Regions from separate parts of the Sus scrofa genome. Here all the other regions are linked to region 2. The links are chromatin contacts, called in public Hi-C and HiChIP or PLAC-seq maps. All regions are on one chromosome and are shown on one strand. The core of a region is the stretch at or near the end of the contact, and the rest is flanking DNA. Distances in the headings are between cores, read along the strand shown.

Region 1 (3,240 bases), core at 88-2,587, 310 kb after region 2:
CCGCACCACAGCAGTGACAACACTGGATCCTTAATCGATAGGCCACCAGGGAACCCCTAAGGTTGCTTTATACTATAGGAAAAATGTAGAAATAAGTTATAAGGAGGGCGGGGAGAAAACAAGAAAACAGAGGTTAGAAAAAATAGACTTGGAAATGACAACTAAAAACCCCCATGTGCACTTGTATTTGACCCAATTTAACCTTGAGCTTCCTAGTGGTCAGAAGACAGGGAGAAATACTTTGGGTAAGTTTTCTGAGATTTAGAGATAAACATCGACTTTATCTATCTCAGTTTCATTGTTGATAAAATGGTAAGAAAAACACCCACATCACAGGAATGCTCTGAGGGTGAAAGGAAATAAGGGGTATGAAATACTCAAGTACAATGGGCAATGCATGGTAGAGATCCTGCAAATTCTGGTTTTTATTGTTAGTATGATCTCTTCCAGGGTTTCTGCTTTAAAGTCAGAAATCAATGACCTTCAGCACTGTGGCTGGGGCTTCAATTGACTCAGCTTGATCCCTTTTCCAGTGCAGTAGAGGCTGAGAAATGATCTCTAGTAAACTGGATTACTCCTCTATAGGGAAGAGGGGGAATTAGTTAGCTTGCAACAGGAATGGTCAAAATAACTGTGTTCCTTTGTGTAAGATCCTATTGCAACCCACTTCCCAAGATGAACTGGCCCCCGCTGAATAGAACAGTAGAGCTTAAAGGAGCCTTGAAGGTTCATCCGACACTCTCTCTTTGCAGAGTGGGGAGGGGGGTGCTGGATTTTCCAGCATTGCCCAGCTGGAATTTGATGCTCAGATTCCAGTTGTTTTTCTTAAAGGATCCATTCATGAGAAGGACTAATGTGGAATTGAAGTCAAGGGGGGAAAAAAAGCTGATTTATTTATAGTTTAGGGAAGTGAAAGTCAGTTTGAGTTCGGAGGTTCATTGTTTCACTGTTACTACTTTCAGCCCTGGGGGGAATTGTCCATCCTTCTTCTTCCCTCTGCTGGCCCTAGAAAGTCAGCTCTCAGCTGCTGCCACCAAAGGGGCTCATTTTAAGAGCACACATCCTCTGGAAATGGTGGCCTCGTGTGGAGGAATGCAGATATCTGTAGGGCTGTATTTTCCTCAGTGCTTTTATGCTTTAAGAGAGAGAGAGTGGCTCAGCACATCTCTGGGCTATTTAAAGCTCACAGAGAGTGCCTTCTGAGGGCACGCGAGTGCCCTGGAATCTCAGTGGAACACTGGCTGAATTTGAGTGATAGTGTTTGACACTTTGAGTCACAGGCCGAATTCATCACGGTGCGGAGGGGAGAAGCTGGGCCCTCTCCTGCCTGTTGCCCGCCCACACGTGTGGGAGTGAGAAGCAGTCAAAATGCTGACGATGAAATGATGCACAAGGAGCATCCAGCTCCCAGCCAGGGGCCAAATCCCTTTCATCCAGGCTGATTTGTGCTAAATATGTGGCTGGCACTTCTACATGCACCCTCATCTTACCCTCCCTCCTGGCAGCCGGGTTGCTGGGTGGAGTTATCAGCCTCACTTGATGCAGAAGGTCACTCAGAGAAGTGGGCTGACATGCTCAAGGTCATGGTCAGCAGCCAACCCAGGTTCCAAACCTCAAGTCTAGCAGTCTTCTCGATACCACGGCCATCTACTCTTGGTGAAAAGATTAGTAAAGAAAAGAAACAAATTCAAGCCCCAAACGAAATCAGTGATTTCTGAGCAAGCTTCACTTCCTCTGGTCCCTAGTGCGGCCAGTCAAGAGCGACTCTGGTGTCACATTTTATGTCAGGAAATCGTGTGCCAGGGAGGTGAGTGCTGATAACCTTTGGTGCCATGGTGATGCAACTTGATGATTTTAAATAGTGTGTTTCTGAGATTGCCAGCAGCAGGGTTTATCTGGTGAGTTGTGCTTCCTTCTCCCTCTCCTATTTCCCTTTATGAGCTGGTCACTTGGGATGCCCGTCTCCCAGTGCATCTGTGTGCACTTGAGATCTGAAACCCCTGCCGGTGCCACCACCAGCTGCAGAAGCGCGCCGCTCGCAGTCATTTTTGGAAACCAAAAATGACCGGTCCCATAACTGTGATTAGATAAAGCTTGTAATTTGTGTTTGCTGTAGTCAGCGACGTGGTATTTTGGGACAAGCAGCCACTCTATGCTACATATAGCTCGGAATTTGCGGCTTTTGTGTAACCAGCCATTGCATGATCAAGGTGGTGAAGGCGAAAGAGGGAGAGAGGATGGAAGGATGATGGGAGGGAAGGCAGGAAGCCCTGCTCACAGACAGGCAGAGAACCAGGGAAGCCAGAAAGCTCGAAGGGCCTGCAGGAAATACTGGGTGACTTGTCCTGAAGAGAGACCCAGCCGGTTGCTGTCAGGCTCCTGAACACCACCGTCCTTCTCTCCTAACAGCTAGAGCCTTGTGACTCCCAGCGAGAGGCTTAGCTGTACCCCAGGCTCAAGGAAGGAGCCTACCCGGAGCCAGAGCATGACTGACGACACCCAAGGAACTTCAACTTTTCGGTGGTGGCTCAACTTTTCAGTTCAGCCGATAGATATTCCCTGATTCAGTGTTTCAGTTCTGAAAGGTCAGCCTCCTTCCCTGTCCCCAATTCTGGGGAACAATGTCCTTGCCCTTCCTCTGAGTCTCAGCTGGATAAAGCCCTTCCTTCCTTCACTATACACTGACTTAAGGCCTTCACATGCCACCAGGAGGGCCACTGGGGATATGAAAACGACAGAAACAAGTCAGCCTGAATTCCAGGCCTCCACACAAGGGCCCAATCAGTTCCGCTCCATCCTCCTCGGTTGCATCTGTACAATGAAGGGGTCTTTCCCTGAGCAGAGAAGGCCCATCCCCCAGTAATCCCTCGGCATGGACCCTGAATAGGAAAGACAAGTGCTGACATCATCGGGCAAGGCATTTAACCTGCCTGAACAGCTATCCTCTTACAATAGGTTCAAAGACACTGCTGCTCTGCAGATGGGAAAACTGAGGCCCAGAAGGATGAAGGGGACCTGTCTCAAGACATAGAGCGAGGTGGTGCAGCCCCAGTGTGGAACTCGGGTCAGCCTGATTCCTAATCCACTGCCCTTTCCCCCATCCCCTCCAGTGAGGACATCCAGATTATGATATCAACCAGAAATGGAAAGTGTCCCATTCAATCAACAGTTTAATTGATTGAGGGGGCCCAAATATAGAGCAGATACAGATCCCACCCTTAAAGCGCGATTTGTGGGAGG
Region 2 (3,467 bases), core at 927-3,426:
CGCTGTAGGGCGCCACCACCACCGGGTGGCTCCCATCTGGGCTGCCTTTGCTAACACTGATGACCGATGGGCTGCCGTACTCGCTGCCGGGGGCACTCAGCGATGCCTTCAACACAAACTTGCCCATCAGCCCGCCACCTGGCGGCTGCGACTGCTGCGGCGGAATGTACACTGGGTCCAATTCAGGCCGCAGGAGTTCGGCCACGAAGCCGCCCGAGGGGCTCACATCGTTGATGTCTGCCAGGTTGAAGGGAGCTGTCGGGGGAGGTGCAGACTCCCGGCCATAGAGGAGGCTGCCTCCAGTGCTGCCCGGTGCCACGCCCGGGTCGCCCCCAGCCCGGATCGGATAGCTGAAGCTGCAGGTGGAGGGCGCACTGGCGGGACCGCTGCTCGATGGGGAGGAAGAGGATGAGGCTGAAGCCGACGAGGACACGGTGGCGGCCACTGACTCCTGATGAGACAGTGAGTTGGAGAGGATAAAGTCCAGGTCCAGGAGATCATTGAACTCCTCCGTCTCCCTCCGGGGTAGAAGAGCCGGGTTGCTACTGCCGCAAGCCGCGCCGACTCCGCCACTCTCCAGGTCGGTGGCCACGGTCGCCGCCGCCAGGTCGTAGGGGCGGCCGGGAAGCACCGGGGGAAGTCTTTGCTTCATGTGGGAGAGCTCCTCCCGCCAGCGCTGCCGGGACAGGACAAGAGATACCGTCAGTGCAGTCCCTAACTGCCGCCCGACGTAGTGGTGGGCTGGCCGCGCCTACACCGCCTAGACGTGGGGACCTGGCCGGCAGGAAGCGCCTGGGAACTAAGAGTGCCAGCGTCGAAATCATGGCTGGGTCTGAAGAGAAACGGTGCGTGTATATGGAGGATGTTATGTTGTGTCTGCCCCATGGATTGTGAGCGCGCGCCGCGGCTCGCCAGCCTGGGTCCCTCCCCCGCCAGATCCAGGGGACGCTCCCGCCGCCCCAAGAATCAGGACACCGAAGCTCTCTCGGTGCGCCCTCGCCACGGGGACGCCTACGCGCCAAACTCACTCCCGCCCAGCCAGTGTCTGGGGACACAGACACCTCCCGCCCGGTAGCTCGCGCGCCCGCCCTGCCGCTTGCGTGCTCCGGGACGTGTGCGGGCCCGGTGTGCGCCCCCGGCGGCTCCACACCGTCCGGACCACACGCAAGCACAGCTGAGCCAAGAGCGCGGAAGCCATCCTGGGAAGGCTGCGGAGCCCGTGCGGTGGCTACTCCCTCCCCTCGTCCGGAGGGGTTCTGGGTGACCCCGGGGCTCCGCCCGTCCCCACCCCACCCACAGAAGCCCACTAGAGGTTCCCGACAGCCCGTGACAACACTCACGTTATTCGGGGCACCTGCTGGACGCAGTGTCTTCTCCCTTCCCGCCGGGCCGGACGCGAACGTGGAGAAGGACGGGAGCAGTGCGTCGCTGACAGCCATGTCAGACTCGCCAGGTGGCTGCCTGCGGGCCGGGTGGGGAGCACAGAGGCTTGAGTCAGGGGCCACTCTTGACGGCCGCTCTGGCGGGTCCCACCGGTCCTCACTCCTCCCTACTCCCCCACCCCCACGCCGCACTTACCTCATTAATGTGGGGCCTCAGAGGTCCTCCGAAGTCCGAAGCAGCGGGGGTACCCGAACCCCAGTCAACGAAGAGGGGGAAAAGACTTAGAAACGAAGCCAAAACCCAAAACCCCAAATTGCCAGAGATCCTTCTTCTTTGGATTAAATATAAAAGAGATGCCTTTAAAAAAAGTTCCTTTGTATACAAAAGTTCTTAGAAAAGTTGTAAACTCGTAAAAATAGACAATCAGCAAGGCGAGTAAGTAGGTCCGGTGGCCGGGCTGCGCTCTCTTCGACTCAGCAGTGTCCCCCACCGCTGTCGCGGTCGCCGCGGCTATGGCCTTGGGTGCTGGGGCTGTGGCCGGGGTGGCGGGCGGGCGGCGCCGCCAGGTGAGACTGGCTGCGGCGGCGCTGATCTGCGGACTGGGCGGCGGCGCAGGGCGCGGAGTCCGGGGGGCTGCGCGGGGCGCGCGCGGCCATGGGCGCTGGCCGCGGGCAGGTGGGTGGGTGGGTGGGGGCCGGAGGGGCGGGGAGGGGCACTTGGCGGCTCCCGGTGCCGCCGCCGCCCGCCACCGCCTCTGCTCCCCGCGCGCCCGCAGCCGCGCTCGCTGTCTCGGCCGGGGAACTGCCGGCGGCCGCCGCGCGCTCCTTACTTATAACTTCTTGGCTCCCGCCCTCCCCCCGCCTCCTACCCGCTGTGCGCAGGGGCCCGCCGCCAGGCCCCGCCCCCTCCCTTTCTTCTCCCCTCCCTTGCGCGGCCCCCCCCGCGCGTTGCCATAGCAGCTAAATAAACAAACTTGGCGCACGTGGGGCGGGGAGGAAGGAGGGGCGCGGCGGGGCACGGCGGGCCGTGACGCCAGCCCAGCAGCTGGCGGGCAGGAGCCGCGCTGACGCCGGCGGCGGTGGCGCAGTGGCTCAGGCGCTGGGTATACCGGGCGCAGGTCCGGTCGCCGCGCGACCAGGACAGTCGGCGTCGCCACGGGCAGCTCCCCAGGTTCGAAGCCTGCGGCCGAGAAGGCTGCTGGGGGCGAAGGGGGACGGTAACACGCCACTACCACAGCCCGGGTGAGCGCTCGCCGCGCACTTTGCGCCCTAGAGAAGAGCGCGATTATCCGCGTGACTCATCCAGAGCTCGTACCTCTCTTACGCACGCAGGAGCCCGGCTCTAGTCCCTGAGTGCCATTGCGGGCCCTTGGCCTGGCGTCACACGGCTCTTCGCTGGCACTTTTGCCGGGTCGCGGGTAGGGGGTCGAGATGGAAGCCCAGGACGGCAAGGCGAAGACTGGGAGCCTGAGAAGGCCGGAGGGGTGTTCCGCCTGGAAAAGGCTGTAAAAGACCAGAATGGGAAATGGAGCTACGGTTTTGATATTATTGAAGGAGAGAGGAAGGGACGGGAAAGTCTCAAAATTCACTTCGTGAGGTGGGGGAGGGAAGAGGGGCGTGAGGCGCGGAGATACCTTCAACCAGGAATCTCAAAGCATTTTGCAAGCCACGCACTGTCCTTTCCATTTTATGGATGAGAAAACTGAGTCATAAAGAGGTGAAGTGGCGAGGTAAAGGTCAACCGGCAACTCGCTCCCTTGTCTCGAGCGGTCAAGCCCACCGAAGGGACTTGGCTGGAAAGTGGCCCCATGCCAGAAAGTGGAGCGACGCATTGGAACCCCGGTTCCTGATAAGGTCACACGGAGCCCGCGGCGGCTGTCACTGCCCACCGGGAAGAGAAGAGGAAACTGCGATCGTTATTTCAGTCTTATAACTCTGCCTCCCCACCCCCCTCCCCTTAGTTTGTGATCAGTACTTTTCCAGCCGGGAAATGTTTTCGCTCTCATCTTCTCTGCAAGCAGTGCTTTTTTTAAAAAAACGTGAGTGTGGTGTTAGGTATCGCTTTCTAAACGTAGGCTTGCGAGG
Region 3 (3,698 bases), core at 10-2,509, 290 kb after region 2:
TGGCTTTGCATTATGGAAATGAAAAGGGGTTCAAGAGATCACTCTGGGGTTATCGGCCCTCCTGCTCTCTTCTGGCTGGACAAGGAGTGCAGGCAGGGCAAGCACTTGGTGTCAAGAAGCAGCAGCGTGGACTGGAACACTGGGTCCCCAGGGAATCCCTTGCAGAGATCTGAGCGGTCCCAGAAAATGGTCTCTAGCTGGCCAGGACCACAGGATGAGGATCCTTCCTCAAAGCCAGATCCCGGGGCGATGCTGGCTCACAGCGCTCTCGCATCACCCTCGCCTCCCCGTTCCCTAGCAATTCCTGGTTCTGGGCTGTGCTGGGCAGGCCCTCTGGTATCTCCTGCTCACTGTCACAGCTCAGGCTGCCACCACCTCTGGCAGCAGACACCACTCCGCCTGTGTTTCTGGGGCAAATGACTTGAGATGAATGCTGCAGTCTGGTGTACAGATTTTAGTTAGGCCCAGGACATTGGGTCCTCAATAACCTTTGAAAGTCCTCATTAAGCTCTTTGCAGAGGGCCATAAAAGCTTGTGTCATAAAAGGGTCAACGTTTGGCTTAGCCCAGCTATAAAGACAGAGCCTACACAGAAGGCCTGGGAGGCCCCCAAAAATCTAGCCCAGTGCCCCTGTGTTACTGGTGAAGGCTTGGATGCTGGGAAAGGGGCAGGAAGCTGCGTGCACTCAAGGACGTGGCAGAATCGCCGCTGGACCCCCGACAGCCCATTTACTTGACAGAGCACCACACCCCAGGAGGCAGTGTAGCATAGTGGCTGGGAATATAGGCTCTAGGAGCCAGGCTCCTGGGCTCAGACCTTGGCCTGGCCTCTTGGGAGCTGAGTGATCTTGGGCAAGTCATTAAACCTGCCTGTACATCGTTTTCCTTCTCTGTAAAACTGGGATAATACCGGTCCCTCCCCCGAAAGCTCCTCAGAGGGTTAAATGAGTCACCGTCTCTAAAACACTTAGAGCAGTACCTGGCACCTAAGAAGCCCTATATGAACATTCATTAAAATTATTATATTCTATAAGATTTGAATAACCTAATAACCGCACTTCAATAAACATTTTCAGGCTTTGTTCTGTGCCAGAAGCAGCATGTGGATGGGAGATTCCAGATGAACAAGTCATGGATTTGGCCCTCAAGCTGCTTGCAAAATCCTTTTAATGGGAACATCATGAAGAAATGATGAACCTGACCCAGCCTTGGGCTTGGAGAGGAGCAGACCCTTGGAAAGGCCAAGGGCAGGCATCCAAGCTGTAGCTACCACATTCTACAGACGGGCAGGCGAAGGCCTTGCGGGAGAAACAGCCATTGCTACCTGGGACTGATCATATTTTCCAACAGTGGTGGCAACTCCCATTCCACACTCTTTTCTAGAACCTTGTCACTTTCGGATCCAAAGGTGGAGTCTCATTCTCCTCCCCTTGAATGTGGGCAGGGCTCCTTCCTTGCTCGGAAAGAGCAGAAATCTGCAGAAGTGATGCTGCATGACTTCTGAGGCCAGATCATAAAAGATCAGGGCTGAGAAGTGAGCTGGGACCTTTGAGCGTTTGAAGCTGGGACATCTGCCTCTGGAGTCCTGAGCTGATATTTAGAAACCCGAGGCTGCCATGCTGTGGGGAAGCCCAGGTCACAAGGAGAGGACACGTGCAGAGTCTCGGGCCCACAGCACCACCCCGGGTCCTTACCGACAGCCAGATGTGTGAGTAAAGACGCTTCCAGCTGATTCCAATCCCTCGCTGCTGAGTCACCTCCAGTCTTTCGGTTTTCCCAACCGAGGGTTCAGATACTGGGGGAAAGAGTCAAACCTGCTCCCTTTCCAAGTTCCCAACCCACAGAATCTGAAAGTACACAAAAACAGCTATTTTAAGCCACTAAGTGTTGGAGTAATTTGTTACAATAGTAACCAGAACACTGCACCTTCTCCTAGGACTCATTCTTTTAAGACTCTCAGCAACAGACATTTTTTTTTTTTTTTCCTCCAGAGATCTTAGAGAAAGAAAGCTGTGCATGGCACAGTTATTAAGATCTGTTTCTTACAAACTCTTCCCTTCTAGGTGCTTTGGCTGGTCTGATAATTACATCAACATAAAACAGAGTAACAGGGGAAAAATGTAACTTCACATGCATATGGGAGTCCATAAAAATATGAAACTCAAAGAAGTGACCAAGGCAGGCGGCTTTGATACCATTTAGACAAAGAAACAATACATATGTAAAGAATTGACAAGACAAAGGGGTTTGGGCTTGGGACAGGAAATGTGTGAATTAATAAGGTGGGTTTATACAGCCTTCTCTGCCCTAAATTCCCTGTCTCTGGTGATGAGGATGTGCTACCTCCTGGTACAAGGCAGGTCCCCTTCACAGGGGAGGCTTACTTCCTGCTTTCAGGAGGACAAAGGAGGAGCAGAGTGTCCTTGTCCAAGCTGGTTTTAATTTTTAATTATTATTATTATTTTTTTAGGGCTGCACTCGAGGCATATGGAAGTTCCCAGGCCAGGGGTGGAATTGGAGCTGCAGCTGCTGGCCTAGCCACAGCCACAGCAACAACGTGGGATCTGGGCCTCATCTGCAACCTACACCACAGCTCTTGGCAACACTGGATCCCTAACCCACAGAGCGAGGCCAGGGATCCAACCCACGTCCTGATGGATACTAGTCGGATTTGTTACCACTGAGCCATGATGGGAACTCCCTCAAGCTGTTTCTGAAGTGGCTGTGATTCAAAAGAACCAATATGCCAAAGTGGCCCACTTGCTGGGGGTGGGGTGACATTCCGCTCTTCCTCACACACTTGGAAACCTGAGGGAGTCATCGCCAGCACCACCAGCAAAGAGGGCAAAGGAAGGCAGTGAAGACTCCCTGACCTGCCCTTGCAGTTCTCCTGCCCAGCGGGCTGGGATCACTGTGGGTTCGTGCAGATGAAAATGCCCAGGGACCCCCAGAGCAATGTTAAATCCAGTAGGAGGGAGGGAATTCCCCTTAAAGGAAGAGGGGACCTCTTCATTTGGTTGACAAGATAGTTCCCACATTTTCTAGTCCATTTATTCATTTATGAATGGCTACTTGCCAAAAACCCTATATTTAATGTTTGTTATTTTGTTCACTCCTTACGAAGATGGTGGGAAGTGGTTTGTCAACCTCATTTTAGAGATGTAGAAATTAAGGCTCAAAGACTAACCCAAGAGCACATGTACCTATCAGTGATGAGGCTCTGACTTAAACCTATGCCTTCTGATTCCAAATTCAGGTCTCCTGTTATTGTACTCTGAAAAGAAGCCCCGTTCTGGAGCAAAAAAATAAAAACATTTTAAAAATGATGTCTGTTTGTTTGAAGGTTGCCAGACATGTGTCTGTTTGCTTGTTTTTGTCTTTTTAGGGCCGCACCCGCACATGGAAGTCCCCAGGCTAAGGGTGGAATTGGAGCTGTAGCTAGAGGCCTACACCACAGCAACGCGGGCTCCTTAAACCCACTGAGCAAGGTCAGGGATCGAACCTGCGTCCTCATGGATGCTAGTCAGATTGGTTTCTGCTGAGCCACCACAGGAACTCCAACAAGTGCTTGTTAAAGGTGTGCTATTTCTCACTTTTTCAGGCCATCCCGAAGTACTAGAATTCTGTACTTCATTTGTAAAAAGAAGTTTTCTGCTCTGAGTGGTGGCTTTGTGTGGACATGAGATGAGACGAGGGGTG

Evidence for each region. Hi-C and Micro-C count contacts between places; a contact is called where the count stands out from the background. HiChIP or PLAC-seq counts read pairs in DNA pulled down with a chosen protein or histone mark.
Region 1: an H3K27ac HiChIP or PLAC-seq map of skeletal muscle shows a contact between it and region 2, with 7 times the contacts expected there. The contact joins the enhancer-like site here to the promoter of KLF4 in region 2. A contact is called at or near these places in 12 of 47 Hi-C or Micro-C datasets (adipose tissue, alveolar macrophages, embryonic fibroblasts and 7 more) and 2 of 2 datasets of contacts at active chromatin or transcription factors (alveolar macrophages and skeletal muscle).
Region 3: a Hi-C map of adipose tissue shows a contact between it and region 2, with 4 times the contacts expected there. The contact joins the enhancer-like site here to the promoter of KLF4 in region 2. A contact is called at or near these places in 5 of 47 Hi-C or Micro-C datasets (adipose tissue, embryonic fibroblasts, epiblast stem cells and 2 more) and 2 of 2 datasets of contacts at active chromatin or transcription factors (alveolar macrophages and skeletal muscle).

The regions. Positions count from the first base shown.
Region 1 is chr1:248,914,659-248,917,898 of Sscrofa11.1, forward strand. No RefSeq gene overlaps it. Among named protein-coding and RNA genes, the nearest start is that of KLF4, 310 kb to the left of the region's middle. Within about 2 kb of position 1,338, at least 11 of the 83 cell types and tissues checked have an H3K27ac peak or open chromatin away from gene starts, as enhancers often do. A contact at or near this core is called in adipose tissue, retroperitoneal adipose tissue, skeletal muscle and 1 more, where this site is marked.
Region 2 is chr1:248,607,398-248,610,864 of Sscrofa11.1, forward strand. It overlaps KLF4 (Kruppel like factor 4), which reads right to left and starts at 2,177. Exons shown (of 5, transcript NM_001031782.2): 1 at 1,579-2,177; 2 at 1,341-1,461; 3 at 1-676. The coding sequence starts at 1,583.
Region 3 is chr1:248,897,407-248,901,104 of Sscrofa11.1, forward strand. No RefSeq gene overlaps it. Among named protein-coding and RNA genes, the nearest start is that of KLF4, 290 kb to the left of the region's middle. Within about 2 kb of position 1,260, at least 11 of the 83 cell types and tissues checked have an H3K27ac peak or open chromatin away from gene starts, as enhancers often do. A contact at or near this core is called in adipose tissue, omental adipose tissue and retroperitoneal adipose tissue, where this site is marked.